5 separate regions of the Mus musculus genome follow, and regions 2, 3, 4 and 5 are each linked to region 1. A link is a contact called in public HiChIP or PLAC-seq, Micro-C and promoter capture Hi-C data. All regions are on one chromosome and are shown on one strand. Each heading gives the region's core, a stretch centred on a gene start, on an enhancer-like site or on the middle of the called end of the contact. The rest is flanking DNA. Distances are from core to core; before and after follow the strand shown. Region 1 holds the start of Tnxb (tenascin XB). Region 2 holds the start of Tap2 (transporter 2, ATP-binding cassette, sub-family B (MDR/TAP)). Region 3 holds the start of Bag6 (BCL2-associated athanogene 6). Region 4 holds the start of H2-Ab1 (histocompatibility 2, class II antigen A, beta 1). Region 5 holds the start of Sapcd1 (suppressor APC domain containing 1).

Region 1 (2,649 bases), core at 71-2,570:
GGGAGGCTGTGGGTGAGATGAAATGTATGAGAGAAGAATTTTTTAAAAATTAAAAGGCAAGATGGGTGTGGTGGTGCATACCTTTGACCCCAGCACTCAGGAGGCAGAGGCAGGTAGATCTTTGAGTTTGAGGCAGGCCGGGTCTACAAAGAAAGTTCCAGGACAGTCAGCACTACACAGAGAAACAAAAAACTAACCAACCAACTAACCAACCAACCAAACAAACAAAAAAGTGATTGTTGGCTGAGCATAGTGGTGTCTGCTGGTCATCTTGGCTTTGCGGAGGTAGAGACAGGATGATCAAAAGTTCAAGGCCATCCTGGGCTGCATAGTGGATGTGAAGCTAGCCTGAGCTACAGGAGACCTGCATTAAAGAAAGAGAAGGAGAAGGAGGAAGAGAGAGAGGAAGAAGAGGAGAAGGAAGAAGAGGAGGAGGGAGAAGAGGAAGAAGAGGAGAAGGGAGAAGAGGAGGAAGAAGAGGAGGAGGAAGAAGAGGAGGAGGAAGAGGAGGAAGGAGGTGAAAAGAAGGTGGAGGGGAGGAGGAGGAAGAGGAAGAGAAGGAGGAGAAGAAGAGGAAGAGAATGAGGAGGAGGGGAGGAAGAGGAAGAGGAGAAGAGGAAGAGGAGGGGGGAGGGGGAAGGGTAGAGAAAGGAGTGGGATGGACTCACTCTCACCCCTACAGGAGTCTGTCAGGCTGTGCACTGGGCACTGGGGAGCTGGTCCAGGTGTTTGGGGAAGGCCATGGCCTCTGTACTCATCGGCCAGACTCCCTTGGCACAGACGTGTTGGCACCAACCTTATCCAGCAACTTTTCATGCTAAGCACATGCAGCAGAGTGGGGTCAGGCGAGGTACCTGTTCTCATGGGATGCTGAGTGCTATGTGGAGCGTGGGCGGGCCTCTGTGATTGGGAGGGTGGGGACAAGCGGCTCTGCCCGACATGAGGATGGCCTGAGTAAGGGCAGAACTGTTAAGATGTCAGCTTGTAGGCGTCAAAAAGAGCATTCTAGACAGAGGGGGCAAAGCACAGAGGCCTTAGGGTAGTCTTTGCAGAGCAAACAGAAGATGGGTTTGGAGCATAGTATCGGTGAGAGGAACACGGTGAAGGAGGGAAGACAGTGAGCAGACGACATCAGAAAGAGACAGACCAGATCTGCCCAGAGAGGCCCTTCTTCAGCTTTGGATTTTCATCCATGTGTGAGCTGAGTTTGTTGCCAGTAGGTGTTCTGCTGATGTGTGCTGGAGATGAGGGGAACTGACCTTTACTGAGTCAGTTCTCACACGGGTGTTTTTCCCCCCCCTCCCCCCAGCCTTCTGAACCATGGCAGCTCAGTGCACCCCGTCTATTCTGACCATCCTGGTGTTGCTTGGCTTAGCCAGAGCAGGCCCATTCTCTCCTCGGTCTAATGTGACACTTCCGGCCCCACGGCCCCCTCCCAAGCCCGGTGGTCCTTCTTCTCAGCTGTACGAGCATACTGTGGAAGGAGGAGAGAAGCAGGTGGTGTTCACCCATCGCATTAACCTGCCCCCGTCAGCCGGCTGCGGCTGTCCCCCGGGCTCTGAGCCCCCGGTGCCTGCTTCAGAGGTGCAGGCCCTGAGGGTCCGCCTGGAGATCCTGGAGGAGCTGGTAAAAGGGCTTAAGGAGCACTGCACAGGAGGATGCTGTCCCACTGCGGCCCAAGCTGGCACAGGTGAGCCGCTGGTGGGGTGGGGGAGGAGGGGGGGGGAAAGAGGGTGGGGATGGGAGAATCGCCAAGCAACTAGGAGCTAAAATGACCTTTTGAAAATAAGATGTCCATAGGACACTTACACGGGCTGGGTCTCACTTCTTATTGCTCCAGGCCAGACTGACGTGCGCAGCCTCTGCAGCCTCCACGGTGTCTTTGACCTGAGCCGCTGCGCCTGTTCCTGTGAGCCTGGCTGGGGTGGACCCACCTGCTCAGACCCTACGGACACAAAGACGCCCACCTCATCGCCGCCCTCCAAGTCCTGTCCCGAAGACTGCAACGACCAGGGACGCTGCGTCCGAGGACGCTGCGTGTGCTTCCCCGGCTACAGTGGCCCCAGCTGTAGCTGGCCCTCTTGCCCTGGAGATTGTCAGGGGCGCGGGCGCTGCGTGAAGGGCGTGTGCGTGTGTCGCGCGGGCTTCTCAGGCCCTGACTGCAGCCAGCGCTCTTGCCCTCGCAACTGCAACCAGAGAGGACGCTGCGAGGAAGGACGCTGCGTGTGTGACCCCGGCTACTCCGGTGAGGACTGTGGGGTGCGGAGCTGTCCCAGGGGATGCAGCCAAAGAGGCCGCTGCGAGAACGGCCTCTGCGTGTGCAACCCCGGCTACTCTGGCGAGGACTGTGGGGTGCGGAACTGTCCCAGGGGCTGCAGCCAGAGGGGTCGCTGCGAGGACGGCCGCTGTGTGTGCGATCCCGGCTATAGTGGCGAAGATTGCAGCATGAGGACCTGCCCATGGGACTGTGGCGACGGAGGGCGCTGCGTGGACGGTCGCTGCGTGTGCTGGCCCGGGTACTCGGGCGAAGACTGTAGCACGCGGACGTGCCCGCGTGACTGCCGTGGCCGGGGCCGCTGCGAGGACGGGGAATGTATCTGTGACGCAGGCTACAGTGGCGACGACTGCGGTGTGCGGAGCTGCCCCGGG
Region 2 (2,649 bases), core at 44-2,543, 470 kb before region 1:
GTAGGAGTGCTGAGTGCAGGAGTGCTCAGTGTAGCAGTGCTCAGTGCAGGAGTGCTCAGGGCAGGAGAGTTCAGCGCATGAGTGCTCCGTGCAGGAGTGGTCAAGAGCCAGGTCAGGGGTTAGAGGACTCTGAGATCCAGACAGCCAGATGGGAGCCTTCTCCACCTGGGGTAGCCCTAAAGTCCAGAGAGATAGGCATAGCCATGTAGGCCTGCTTTAAGGCCACCCCCAGCCCCCCCCCCGCCCTCAACATTTGACCTTCAAGTGACTCATGGGTAGTCACACCAGCATGTCTAAGGGGATTTTTTTTCCTTTATAGGTAGTTTCAGCCCGCAGAGTCATTTCTCCTTGTAGTGCCCTGGTGGTGGGGTGTGGTGATGAGCAGCATGGTTGATTTTCATGTCTGAGAATGGAACCTGGTGCCTCACCATGCTCTGTGAGGGCTCTTCCCTGGAGCCCAGAAGGGTGATTTCCGCAATGAACTGGGCTCTGGGGAGGAGGCCGGGTTCCCTCTTTGATGGTGTTAGCCTACAGCCTACTCTGACTACCTCACAAGCAGCAGGCCCTGGCACTGACCCAGGGCCCTCACTGCAAGTGCGGTGTGCTGCGAAGAAAGTCTGAGGACAAAGGGCCAGAGCCTCTGGGTTCAAAATCTGTGAAAGGGAACCTTTGGCCTGCTGATAGGAGCTGAGGCCTTCTTGTAAGCCCTAGTTTTACCCCAGACCCCAACTCTTGAGCTTACCTGGAAAAACAAACAAGCCCTCAAGCCTCTCTTCTCTTCCACCCTCCGTCCTTCTCTCTCCTCTCTTCCTTTTTCCAAAGGTGGGACACCTGTGTGGTCTGCTGACTGGGAGGGACCTGAAGTCACTCCCTCCTCCATTTTCCTCCCTCCCCTTCCTTCCGTCCACGACCATTCTCTTCCCTCGCCTTTCTCCTTCTCCTATGCTCTTTTCTGCCCTTTACTCCTCCTCCTCTTTCCCCTTCCTCAAACCTACTGGCAGCGAACCCTGGGCTCAGGCAAGTTTTCTCAACATCTGAACTATAGTCCCAGTTTAACCGGCGCTTCTTAAAACATGCTCGGAGGTCGGAGAAATGCAGGGTTTTTTCGTTTTTTTTTTTTGTTTGTTTTGTTTTTTTTTGTTTTTGTTTTTGTTTTTTTTTCCTTTTCAAAGCATCTCAGACCCTCAAGAGTTTTGCTAGTAGCGGCCTTGGAGGGCGAGCCTTTTTGGGAACCTGGGGCGCTCAACCCACCCGCAAATTGACAGGCGCCATCTGCTGGCGGCTGTGCGCAGCACCGCGACCACGGCAGTGAAGTGAAAGCGAAAGCCGCGGGACCCAGGCGCGCTCCCCGCGAGGGCGTCGCTGCGCACCCAGGAGATCCAGTTTGAGAAGAAGCAGATTCCAGAAGCTCTCCTGAGCTGCCGCTCCGCAGCCGCAGGTGAGTTCTTTTGGATAGAACCCGAGAGTTAGCAGGAGTGCGGCCCATTCCCAAACCCTTGGCGTCATCATCCGGTTCCCCACTCCTCGTCCCCTGTCTTGGGTCTTCTGCCGCTTACTCCCTGCCCCGTGTCCTCTGCTCCGTGCCCCTGCCCCACCCAGTGTCCCAGGTCCCCTGTCCCTCACCCCTTGCCCAAGGTCCTCTGCCCCACCCCCTTGCCCTGCGTCCCCGGTCTTCCGTCGGGCGCCGCCGGCCCAGCGCCCCTACTCAGAACCTTCTGTCCCAAGCCATCTAAGGCTACCGAACCCACCCGCATCCCGCCCCTGCACCGGGTCTCCTGGCTCTTAAAGACCCGAGGAATGGGGGCAGTGTGTCTTCTTGGGCTAACACCAACAAACTTCAGGGAGATGGATGTGGTGGCAGCAGACCGCCCCCTCCCCCACCCCCACCCCCGTGCTGTGTGTCTGAGTGTCTGTGTGTCTGTGTGACTGTGTGTGAGAATAATGCAGCCTTCCCAGCTCCGTCAGACAGTCAGTCCTAGGAGAGACTTATCTAGGAGGGGGTCTTTCCGGTGAACAAGAAGCCTCAGGGTGGATTTGGGGCAGGAGGCTCGTAACCAGGGTTGGAACTCCACAGACCTCATTTCTCCCTTTCTTTCCGCAGAACCCACCATGGCGCTGTCCTACCTGAGGCCCTGGGTCTCTCTGCTGCTGGCGGACATGGCTTTACTTGGGTTGCTACAAGGATCTCTGGGAAATCTGCTTCCCCAGGGGCTGCCAGGACTCTGGATAGAGGGCACCCTGCGACTTGGAGTGCTGTGGGGACTGCTAAAAGTGGGAGAGCTGCTGGGACTTGTGGGGACCCTTCTGCCCTTGCTCTGCCTTGCCACTCCCCTGTTTTTCTCGCTAAGAGCTCTGGTGGGAGGCACCGCGAGCACCTCAGTAGTCCGAGTGGCTTCTGCCTCTTGGGGCTGGCTGCTGGCTGGCTATGGGGCTGTTGCGCTGAGCTGGGCCGTGTGGGCTGTGCTGAGCCCGGCTGGAGTCCAGGAGAAGGAACCAGGCCAGGAGAACAGAACACTGATGAAGCGGTTGCTGAAGCTGTCCAGGCCGGACCTGCCTTTCCTCATAGCTGCCTTCTTCTTCCTTGTGGTGGCTGTGTGGGGTGAGAGGAAGAGACCACTGTGAGAGGGAGGTGGGAGAAGGGCCTTGCCA
Region 3 (2,649 bases), core at 90-2,589, 460 kb after region 1:
AGAGAAAAACTTAACCGTTCAACTCCCTTGGCGGTGGGCCTTTCAATCCCCTTTCTTTTTCTTCCTTCTTTTCTTTTCTATTTTATTTTATTTTATTTTATTTATTTTATTTTATTTGTTTGTTTTTGAGACAGGGTTTCTCTGTGTAGCCCTGGCTGTCCTTGAACTCACTTTGTAGACCAGGCTGGCCTCGAACTCAGAAATCCGCCTGCCTCTGCCTCCCAAGTGCTGGGATTAAAGGTGTGCACCACCACGCCCGGCTTTTCTTTTCCTTTTTTAAAGATTTATTTATTTTATGTATGTGAGTACACTGTCGCTGTCTTCAGACACACCAGAAGAGGGTGTCAGATCTCATTACGGATGGTTGTGAGCCACCATGTAGTTGCTGGGAATTGAACTCAGGACCTCTGGAAGAGCAGACAGTGCTCTTCATCTCTTGAGCCATCTCTCCATTCCCTTGGTCCCTTCTTAAAGTCTTGTCCTTTAATCTGATCCGCAAGGCACCCGTTCTCTTTTCTTTCTTTTTTTCTACAAAGCTCTTAAAAAGCAGCAGAAATGTCTCAAAACCAAAAAATGCAATAGAATTTTTTTTTATCCTTAAACATGGCACTCCCTCGGAGATCTCAATAAACAGGATGCTCAAAGTCTGCAAAGAGCCCAACCGGCCTAATCCCGCCAGGAACTAGAGTCGGGCACAAGCAAACACAGCCCGCGGAACGCCACCAGCCGTCCACGAAAAAGAGTGGCTTCCGGAAGAACAGAAATGATGGGAGGACCAGAGGTCTTGCAGAGTTTTAGGTAGTTAGAATTGTGCCTGTAAACGTCTCTGACCATCAAGATGGGACGTTGATTAACGAGGTGCACTCCACACAAGTCTCACAATTTTTCTCGAGGAAATTACAGCATCTCACTCAGTCATTTTTCTTTAGGCGTTTCCAGTAGCCACCCCGGTCCGGTTGCACTCTGGCGCGCGCAGGGAAGAAACGCACATAGCCGGAGGGGGGCGGGGAAGTACTTAGAGTGTGCGCACGCGTGGCGCCGCTCACGCAGGCGCAGTGCGGTCCCCCGGGCGACGACGGCGGCGGCGGCGGCTCCTCCGGGTGGTCGGCTCCCTCCCATCTCGGCCGGCCCGGGCCCGTCTCGCCCCCCAGAAACTCACTGTTCGGGGCTGTGGACTTTCTCATCGTGCCCCACGAAAGTAAATCGGGGGAGACTGGGGGAGCCGGAAGTACCGCCTCGAGATCCCCCCAAATACGATCGGGGAAACGGAAGTGGCCCTTGGTGCCAGGTTGGGGGAGACCGGAAGTGACGGTACCGTGGGGACGTCGGGGGCGGAGCCACAGGGTGGTGGGCTGTGTATGTGTGTTTGTATGTGTTTGGTCGCGTGTTGGTTAAGTCGTGTTGCTGGAATACCGAGGAGAGGCGGAGGCGGAAGGCGGGGGCGGTCAGCGAGCCCGTCCAGCCTCCCGTGAGTGTCCGCGGTCTTGGGTCGGTGGTGATTTAGGCGGGTTCGATTGTGGTGCTGCGCGTGCGCGAAGCCACTTTTCTCTGCCGAGTCTAGCGCGACCCTCCCCCCACCCCTCGCGTTGTCCTAGGATTTCCCGATCTCTCGGGCGCTTGCTCGGTCGCGACCGGTGATGACACTGGCCTCTGGTCGGTCTCGTGCTTGCTTCCCTGATTCCTAGCCCAACTGGCTCTCCCTATTGTGATTGGCATGGTGGAGCCCCTCCCACCTCTCGTCCTTCATCTCCCTATGCCGTCGATCTCCTACCCTTTGTGTTTCTGTTCCTGTGCCCCCGAATCAAAAAGGGGGGATGAGAAGGAGGATGAATATATCTGCTTGTGTATGAGAAACTTTGAAGGGATTGGGGCGGAGATTGGGTCCAGAGAGGCTTCCGGGTGTATAAAATACAGTGCGACCGACAGCGAACCCCCCCCCCTCGTTCTTCTTTAGAGAGCTGTCGGCCATGGAGCCGAGTGATAGTGCCAGTACCGCTATGGAGGAGCCTGACAGCCTGGAGGTACTGGTGAAGACCCTGGACTCTCAGACTCGGACTTTTATTGTGGGGGCCCAGGTGAGACACCAGTACTTTGTAGAAGGATGCGCCTGATTTTCTTGTCATTGACTCTTTTGTCCCTTACTGGATAGGACATCTGATGTACCTATTGAGTGAGGGGATGTGGTTACTGTTGAGTGAGGCCGATTTGGAGTCTGTCTTCACTTTGACAGAACTCAGTGAAGAGGAAAGTAGAGAGGAGGGATCTATACCTGTTCTGTGCAGACCCCAGCCCAAAGAGACAGACATGACTCTGGCCTTTGGGACCAGACACAACACAGGGGGCACCTTGGACAAGAATGGTGTGTCACAGGGACCTCAGACAAGTTTGGTGTGGGTTTTTTTTTTTTTTTTTTAAACAGAGTGTTCACAGCTTGGTACTATTTTTATAAGATTAAGGAAACCTGCTTTCATCCACTGTGAAGTAGACTTGTCAATAGCTGAGGCATGGTTTGAGCCTCCTGACCTTAGTGCACTGTGGCCACTGCATAATTCTTTGAGACAACCACCATGAGGAGGTCATTTTTGTGGTTTTTAAAGCAGATATTTAAAAAGCCACATAGACTTTTGTCTGTAGGTACATGTGATAGTT
Region 4 (2,649 bases), core at 96-2,595, 410 kb before region 1:
TGGGGGCTGAGGACCCTGAGAGCATCCACTGCCATGGTCCCTGAATGGCCATGTTTGTCTGCTAACCCTTTCCACATCTGAGTTGATGTTTCTCCTGCATGCTCCCTGCCTAGGCTTAGGAGATCTGTGTCTGTCCTGAGCAGAGCTGATGGTGAGAGCCCAGTGCGGTCCCTCTCTGGTTCTCTACATCAGGGTGCCAGTGTGGACCCTGGAATGCTGCAGTTCACCTGCGCTGCTGGAGCCCCCACGGGATGGTCTTGTTACCCAACTCTACGTCTTTCCCTTTTCCTTCATCAACTCTGTTTTCAGGTCCTGACCCCTGTTTAACTAGGATCTAAAATAATAGAGATAGTGTTGTAGTTTCAGGGAAAGAGACTTATTGTTTAGTCATTTGGTATTTGTCAGGTACCATTCCAGCTGATGGACAATTAGACTTAGTAGTGTATACCTGAGGAGAGATGTATTTGAAGCACAAGTTGATGACTCTGTTATTCAGCCTGGCACAGTGTGACAAACCTATGGCTGTCCCTTCCTGAAACTGCTATTTTACACCATTAGCCTTTTGTCCTTGAAATTCCAGGCAGCTGGATCTGGAAGCCCTAAAAGGTTGTGGAGTTTTCCTTAGCTGACATCATGGTTATGGAGGATTTAAACAGCAGAAGAATCCACAAGAGCAACGTTGGGCTGATCAACTTCTGTATTTTCATTGGAATATCGTGAATGTAGAAGACTCCTGCATGGGGAAGGTGCATGAGCCAGCAGGGCTGAGACACACATTAACCTGACATTTCCAACATGTACACAGGACAGCTCAATGCTTTCCATTATTAACCACATCACACTGCTCTTCCATGTGAGCTTATCAAAACCTAGAATACAGTTCAGGGAACATGGCTTGCATTTTACAAAGAGAATTCCAGGATTGGAAAGAGGCTCAGCGACTCCCCAAGAACTCTGCTTTCTCACCTGAGGCACCCCAGAGGGTCAGATGTAACAAAACATGATTTCTCTGTCTCTTAATACATGTCACACTCATTTCTCCCACTACAACCTCAAGTGTAAGAACAGTAGATTTGAAATAATTATCCCAAAGTTGTCTATACTTCACGCACTTTTCTCTTTAAACCCCCAAACACAGGCAGTCTGCAGTTTAGAAAAGTTTACTCTGTAACTGAGAGGAGCAGTCACCTCAAACGTTCATCCAGTGGGGCTCATGAAGAAACAGACCATGCCGCGCATAGAGAGCCTTTGTAAACAAAGTCTACCCAGAGACAGATGACAGACTTCAGCTCCAATGCTGATTGGTTCCTCACTTGGGACCAACCCTGACACTCTGGGATTTCAGATCACTCCAGGCTACAGAACTTTGCTTTCTGAAGGGGGCACAGCAGGTGTGAGTCCTGGTGACTGCCATTACCTGTGCCTTAGAGATGGCTCTGCAGATCCCCAGCCTCCTCCTCTCGGCTGCTGTGGTGGTGCTGATGGTGCTGAGCAGCCCAGGGACTGAGGGCGGAGACTCCGAAAGTAAGTGCCGGGGGCAGGGCTCTCCAGAGCCAGCACTCTGGGGGTCGTGTTCTGAGGGACCCTGGGGACTCTGGGATGTGGGAGGGGGTGGCAAAATCCTGATTTTACTATAGATTTCCTTTCTCTGAAGAGAGAGTGAGACTCCATTCTCACTTCTGTGTTCTAATATTGAGTTAGGATGGTGCCGCCGCCGGTGCGAGCCTGACATATAAACGGAGGAGGAGGAGGAGGCGGCAGAATTTAAATCGACCACCAAAGATAAGGGTTGTGCATGGGGAGACAGCAGGGCTTACAATACCAGTGCCCCCACCCACTCCCCCGTACAGGGCTTACAATACCAGTGCCCCCCACCCCCACCCCGTACATTGTCTGGAGGAAATGCCAGATTCTGAAGTGGGGAAACAGATCAGCGATGGTCTGTGGTCCCGATGTTTGCGGACAACTCCTCATGTGGAGTGGAGGTTTAAGAGAGCGAACTCTAGGCGTCTAACTCAGAGAGAAGCCAGTGACCAAGAAACCTAATTTTTTTGGTCAAATGGAATCCAGAACTCAAACACTGAGTTAGTAAATTGAATTTCCAAGAAAACACTAGGCCCAGAAGGGACATATGTGATACATACCCTGGGGTGAGCGGAGGTGTCCTAGTTCGTTCGGAGACCAGAGAGTAAATAAAGCCCCAGTCCCCTAAGCCATAGAGGTGTCTTCAGTCTCGCAGTTACCCTTAAGATGCCTGGAGTGACCGTGCAAGCAGGCAGTTCTCAGAGGTTGCCTGGATTCCCATTTGTTGGTTTTGTAGTCGGGGCTCTCCTGAGAACGAGTGCCCCCTAGGGGGTCAGGGCCTTTTGCACACAGGAGAGAGTCCCACAGGGTGGGGGTGGGGTAGCAGAAACTGGCAAATATTTTATTTATTTTTTGTATCCTAGTTTTATTAGTTCGCTGAGAATTTCGTACAGTTTTGGTCATATTTACTCCCTCTTCCAACTCTACCCAGGCCCATCCCCCCCCCTCTACCACCCAACTTTTGGTGTCCCTTAGTTTTATTATTATTTTTTTTTTCAAATGTACCAAGTACCGTTTGCGTTTCCTGAGGCGTATTCTTGTGAGGACGAGCCCGGTCGCCCCATC
Region 5 (2,649 bases), core at 99-2,598, 360 kb after region 1:
CTAGAAATTAAAACTAATAAACTCACCTTGTGAATCAGACTGTGCAGACAAGCATTCACCTTTTGAATCCGGGTTAGCAGAGGGGCATCAGTCTCTGAATGCAAGTCCATCAGAAAGTCCTAGGCAGGGTTGGAGGGTGACCGAGTGCTGGAGACAGGTCCTCCTGCCACTTCCTCACCACGGGCCACTCTTCTCATCAGATTCCCTTCTCCCAGAACCCTTCCAGACAGATGGAAAGGCCAGCCCTCTCTCTCCACCTCCATCTTTTTTTTTTTTTGGTTTTTGGAGACAGGGTTTCTCTGTAGCCCTGGCTGTCCTGGAACTCACTCTGTAGACCAGGCTGGCCTCGAACTCAGAAATCTGCCTGCCTCTGCCTCCCAAGTGCCGGGATTAAAGGCGTGGGCCACCACTCCACCTCCATCTCTTAAAATTGCAGTCAGTTCCTTTCAAACTACCTGGAACCCCACCCCCACCCTGGAACCCCACCCCCACTCCTGTTCCTTATGGGTCTTCTCCCCCCCCCCCCCCCCCCGCCCAGTGAGAGACACCCAGGCCACTCTCTGATTCTCTGTGGGGTGCTCAGATGGAGTCCCTCTGAATGGAATGCAGACCACTTCTTCCAGCACAATGAACACTGGTGGCTGTCCTGTCATTTCCAATGCTATTCCAGTTCATGTGCCCTGCCCGTTAACCCTCCCCTTCCCAGAGCAGCCTTTGAGGTCCACGTGCTCCCTGCTTCTCCCTCCCCAGCCCGTGCACAGATGGCTGCCCCCTACCTCGCCAAGGGCCCCCAGCTGCAGCTGCCGTTGCTGGGTCTCCCTCAGCCGGTCTGCGAACCAGGCCTGGCCATGCTCCAGCAGCTCCAGGCCCTGCCACAGAGCATCTTGTTCCCTCTCCAGAGCCTGCATCATCTGCAGCTGGCTTAGAGGAGACACAGGCCAAAACGACTCACTCCCAGCAGGACCCTAGGTATGGCAATCTCCTCTAAAGGGCTCACTATCTGATCACTAAGGATTTGAATAACAAAGGAATACAGAGGGAAAGTCTGTGGGTCCTCAGTTGAGAGGAAATATATGCAGGGTACATCATGGGAGGGGATGTCCCAAGACTGAGTTGGTCTCGCACTCACCCAGAGGAAGAAGTTCTGGGCTCCTGGGTCTTGGCGGCTTGTCCCCAGTGGTAGCAGCAGAACAGTGTAGGGCGCTTGCACCAGGGGTGGCCCACCAGGACCTGGGCTCTCCATGGCTCTAAAGTAGGAAGGGCGGAGCCGGGGCTGGTCCCTCCCCAACCCATCTTCTACCCATCCTGCCTTGTCTTTCAGCCTGTGAGGCCAGGATAATTCTTAAGGCAACAGATAGCTTCCCTTAAACTGTGTGTCAACCTTCATTTTTGTTTTTGTGGTTTTTGTTTTGTATAGTCTGTTGGAAGTAGCTTGTCCTCATTGAGTCCCAAGGACAGAATCTAAATTTATTTAAAGTTTTATTTAGAGTCAGGGTCTCCCTGTGTAGCCTAGCTAGCCTGGAACTCACTATATAGACCAGGCTGGCCTCAAACTCAGAGCTCCACCTGCCTTTGTCTTCCCAGTGGTAGAATTAAAGGTCTGCACCATCGTACCTGCATTTATTTATTTATACCACCATTCCTGACTAAATGTAATTATCTACTTGTTAGTTTATGTGTATGTGTGTGTCCATGAGCTTATGTGTATTCCATGTGTCCCAGAGCCCCTGAGACTAGAAGAGGGTGTAAGATCCCTTGGAACTGGAGTGACACACAGATGTGACCCACCATGTGGTTCTTGGAACCAAAGCCACTTTCTCTGCAAGAGCAGTCAGTGCCTCTAATCACTGAGCATCTGCCCAGCCCAACTGTCACTATATTTGAGTGACTTCCCCCTGTCCCAGCTGATGTCCTGTTGGGTGACCTAAGGAAACACCTTGATCTAAAATAAGCTTTATTCCTAGCACAAGACACAATGTGCAAACTGAGAACTCTGCAGTAAGGGAAAAAAAAAAACCCGAAAAGGCATGGTAGGCCCCGGGGCTCAGGTAGCTGGGAGGCGAGGGAGGACTCTCAGAGGATGGTGGGAGCAGCGGGCAGCACTTCCTGACTAATGAAAATGTCCAGGTCCAGGGTGGGATCCTCCAAGTCCAGTTTTAGAAACGTATCCACCAGTGCCTGGCAGCTGCAGGAGAGACAGAACAGTGTGGCTGCTGGGTCGCCAACTCCCTATGCAGACAGAGGGGAGGGTCTGTGCGGGAAACTGCAGCCTTGGAGAGCCAAGCGTTTCAAAAGCAGCCATGGATACTGAGTTGGTTTTGTTTGTCGTTTTCTGACAAGGTCTTGCTATGTAGCTCAGGCTGGCCTTGAACACCAGGCTTACAGGCACGTGCCCGTGCCACACCTGACTTGGTGAGGAGAAGGAGGAGGAGGAGGAGGAGGAAGAGAGCACGGGGCTGCAGAAAGATGGCTGGGGCCAGGTGAGGGAGAACACAGGAGCTGTGGGGAGCATGGCAGGCCCCACTCACTTTTCCATTTGGTTCCTCCTCAGAAGCTCATTCGTGGCCTTGATGGGTTTCCCACTGCGGATCAAGTCTGAGACCTAGCACAGAGGCACAGGGAGGATGGGGTGAGGACGTTAGGGAAGAG

The links. Promoter capture Hi-C pulls out the DNA fragments that hold promoters and counts their contacts. A called contact is a pair of places that touch in the nucleus more often than the background predicts. HiChIP or PLAC-seq counts read pairs in DNA pulled down with a chosen protein or histone mark.
Region 2: a Micro-C map of embryonic stem cells shows a contact between it and region 1. The contact joins the promoter of Tap2 here to the promoter of Tnxb in region 1. A contact is called at or near these places in 5 of 39 promoter capture datasets (cranial neural crest, embryonic stem cells and stem cell-derived epiblast-like cells), 1 of 484 Hi-C or Micro-C datasets (embryonic stem cells) and 1 of 9 other capture datasets (adipose tissue).
Region 3: a contact with region 1 is called in an H3K4me3 HiChIP or PLAC-seq map of bone marrow-derived macrophages, with 3 times the contacts expected there. The contact joins the promoter of Bag6 here to the promoter of Tnxb in region 1. A contact is called at or near these places in 3 of 39 promoter capture datasets (embryonic stem cells, hippocampal neurons and liver), 1 of 484 Hi-C or Micro-C datasets (embryonic stem cells) and 2 of 115 datasets of contacts at active chromatin or transcription factors (bone marrow-derived macrophages and pancreatic cancer cells).
Region 4: a contact with region 1 is called in a promoter capture Hi-C map of embryonic stem cells. The contact joins the promoter of H2-Ab1 here to the promoter of Tnxb in region 1. A contact is called at or near these places in 4 of 39 promoter capture datasets (cranial neural crest, embryonic stem cells, second pharyngeal arch cranial neural crest and 1 more), 4 of 484 Hi-C or Micro-C datasets (the N1E-115 cell line and embryonic stem cells), 1 of 115 datasets of contacts at active chromatin or transcription factors (embryonic stem cells) and 1 of 9 other capture datasets (embryonic stem cells).
Region 5: a contact with region 1 is called in a promoter capture Hi-C map of liver, with 3 times the contacts expected there. The contact joins the promoter of Sapcd1 here to the promoter of Tnxb in region 1. A contact is called at or near these places in 2 of 39 promoter capture datasets (both in liver) and 1 of 115 datasets of contacts at active chromatin or transcription factors (pancreatic cancer cells).

What each region holds. Positions count from the first base shown.
Region 1 is chr17:34,669,215-34,671,863 of GRCm38.p6, forward strand. Tnxb (tenascin XB) reads left to right here and starts at 1,321. Exons shown (of 33, transcript NM_031176.2): 1 at 1,321-1,690; 2 at 1,841-2,649. The coding sequence starts at 1,321.
Region 2 is chr17:34,203,186-34,205,834 of GRCm38.p6, forward strand. It overlaps Tap2 (transporter 2, ATP-binding cassette, sub-family B (MDR/TAP)), which reads left to right and starts at 1,294. Exons shown (of 12, transcript NM_011530.3): 1 at 1,294-1,438; 2 at 2,102-2,599. The coding sequence starts at 2,110.
Region 3 is chr17:35,134,161-35,136,809 of GRCm38.p6, forward strand. Bag6 (BCL2-associated athanogene 6) reads left to right here and starts at 1,340. Exons shown (of 26, transcript NM_001372261.1): 1 at 1,340-1,468; 2 at 1,955-2,075. The coding sequence starts at 1,968.
Region 4 is chr17:34,261,882-34,264,530 of GRCm38.p6, forward strand. H2-Ab1 (histocompatibility 2, class II antigen A, beta 1) reads left to right here and starts at 1,346. Exons shown (of 6, transcript NM_207105.3): 1 at 1,346-1,524. The coding sequence starts at 1,431.
Region 5 is chr17:35,026,668-35,029,316 of GRCm38.p6, forward strand. Sapcd1 (suppressor APC domain containing 1) reads right to left here and starts at 1,349. Exons shown (of 4, transcript NM_023893.4): 1 at 1,130-1,349; 2 at 777-917; 3 at 27-119. The coding sequence starts at 1,243. Msh5 (mutS homolog 5) reads right to left here. Exons shown (of 25, transcript NM_001146215.2): 24 at 2,529-2,602; 25 at 1,938-2,185. The coding sequence ends at 2,074. Gm52318 (a long non-coding RNA gene) reads left to right here and starts at 881. Exons shown (of 2, transcript XR_003952415.1): 1 at 881-969. It overlaps Vwa7 (von Willebrand factor A domain containing 7), which reads left to right. Exons shown (of 17, transcript NM_138582.1): 17 at 1-74.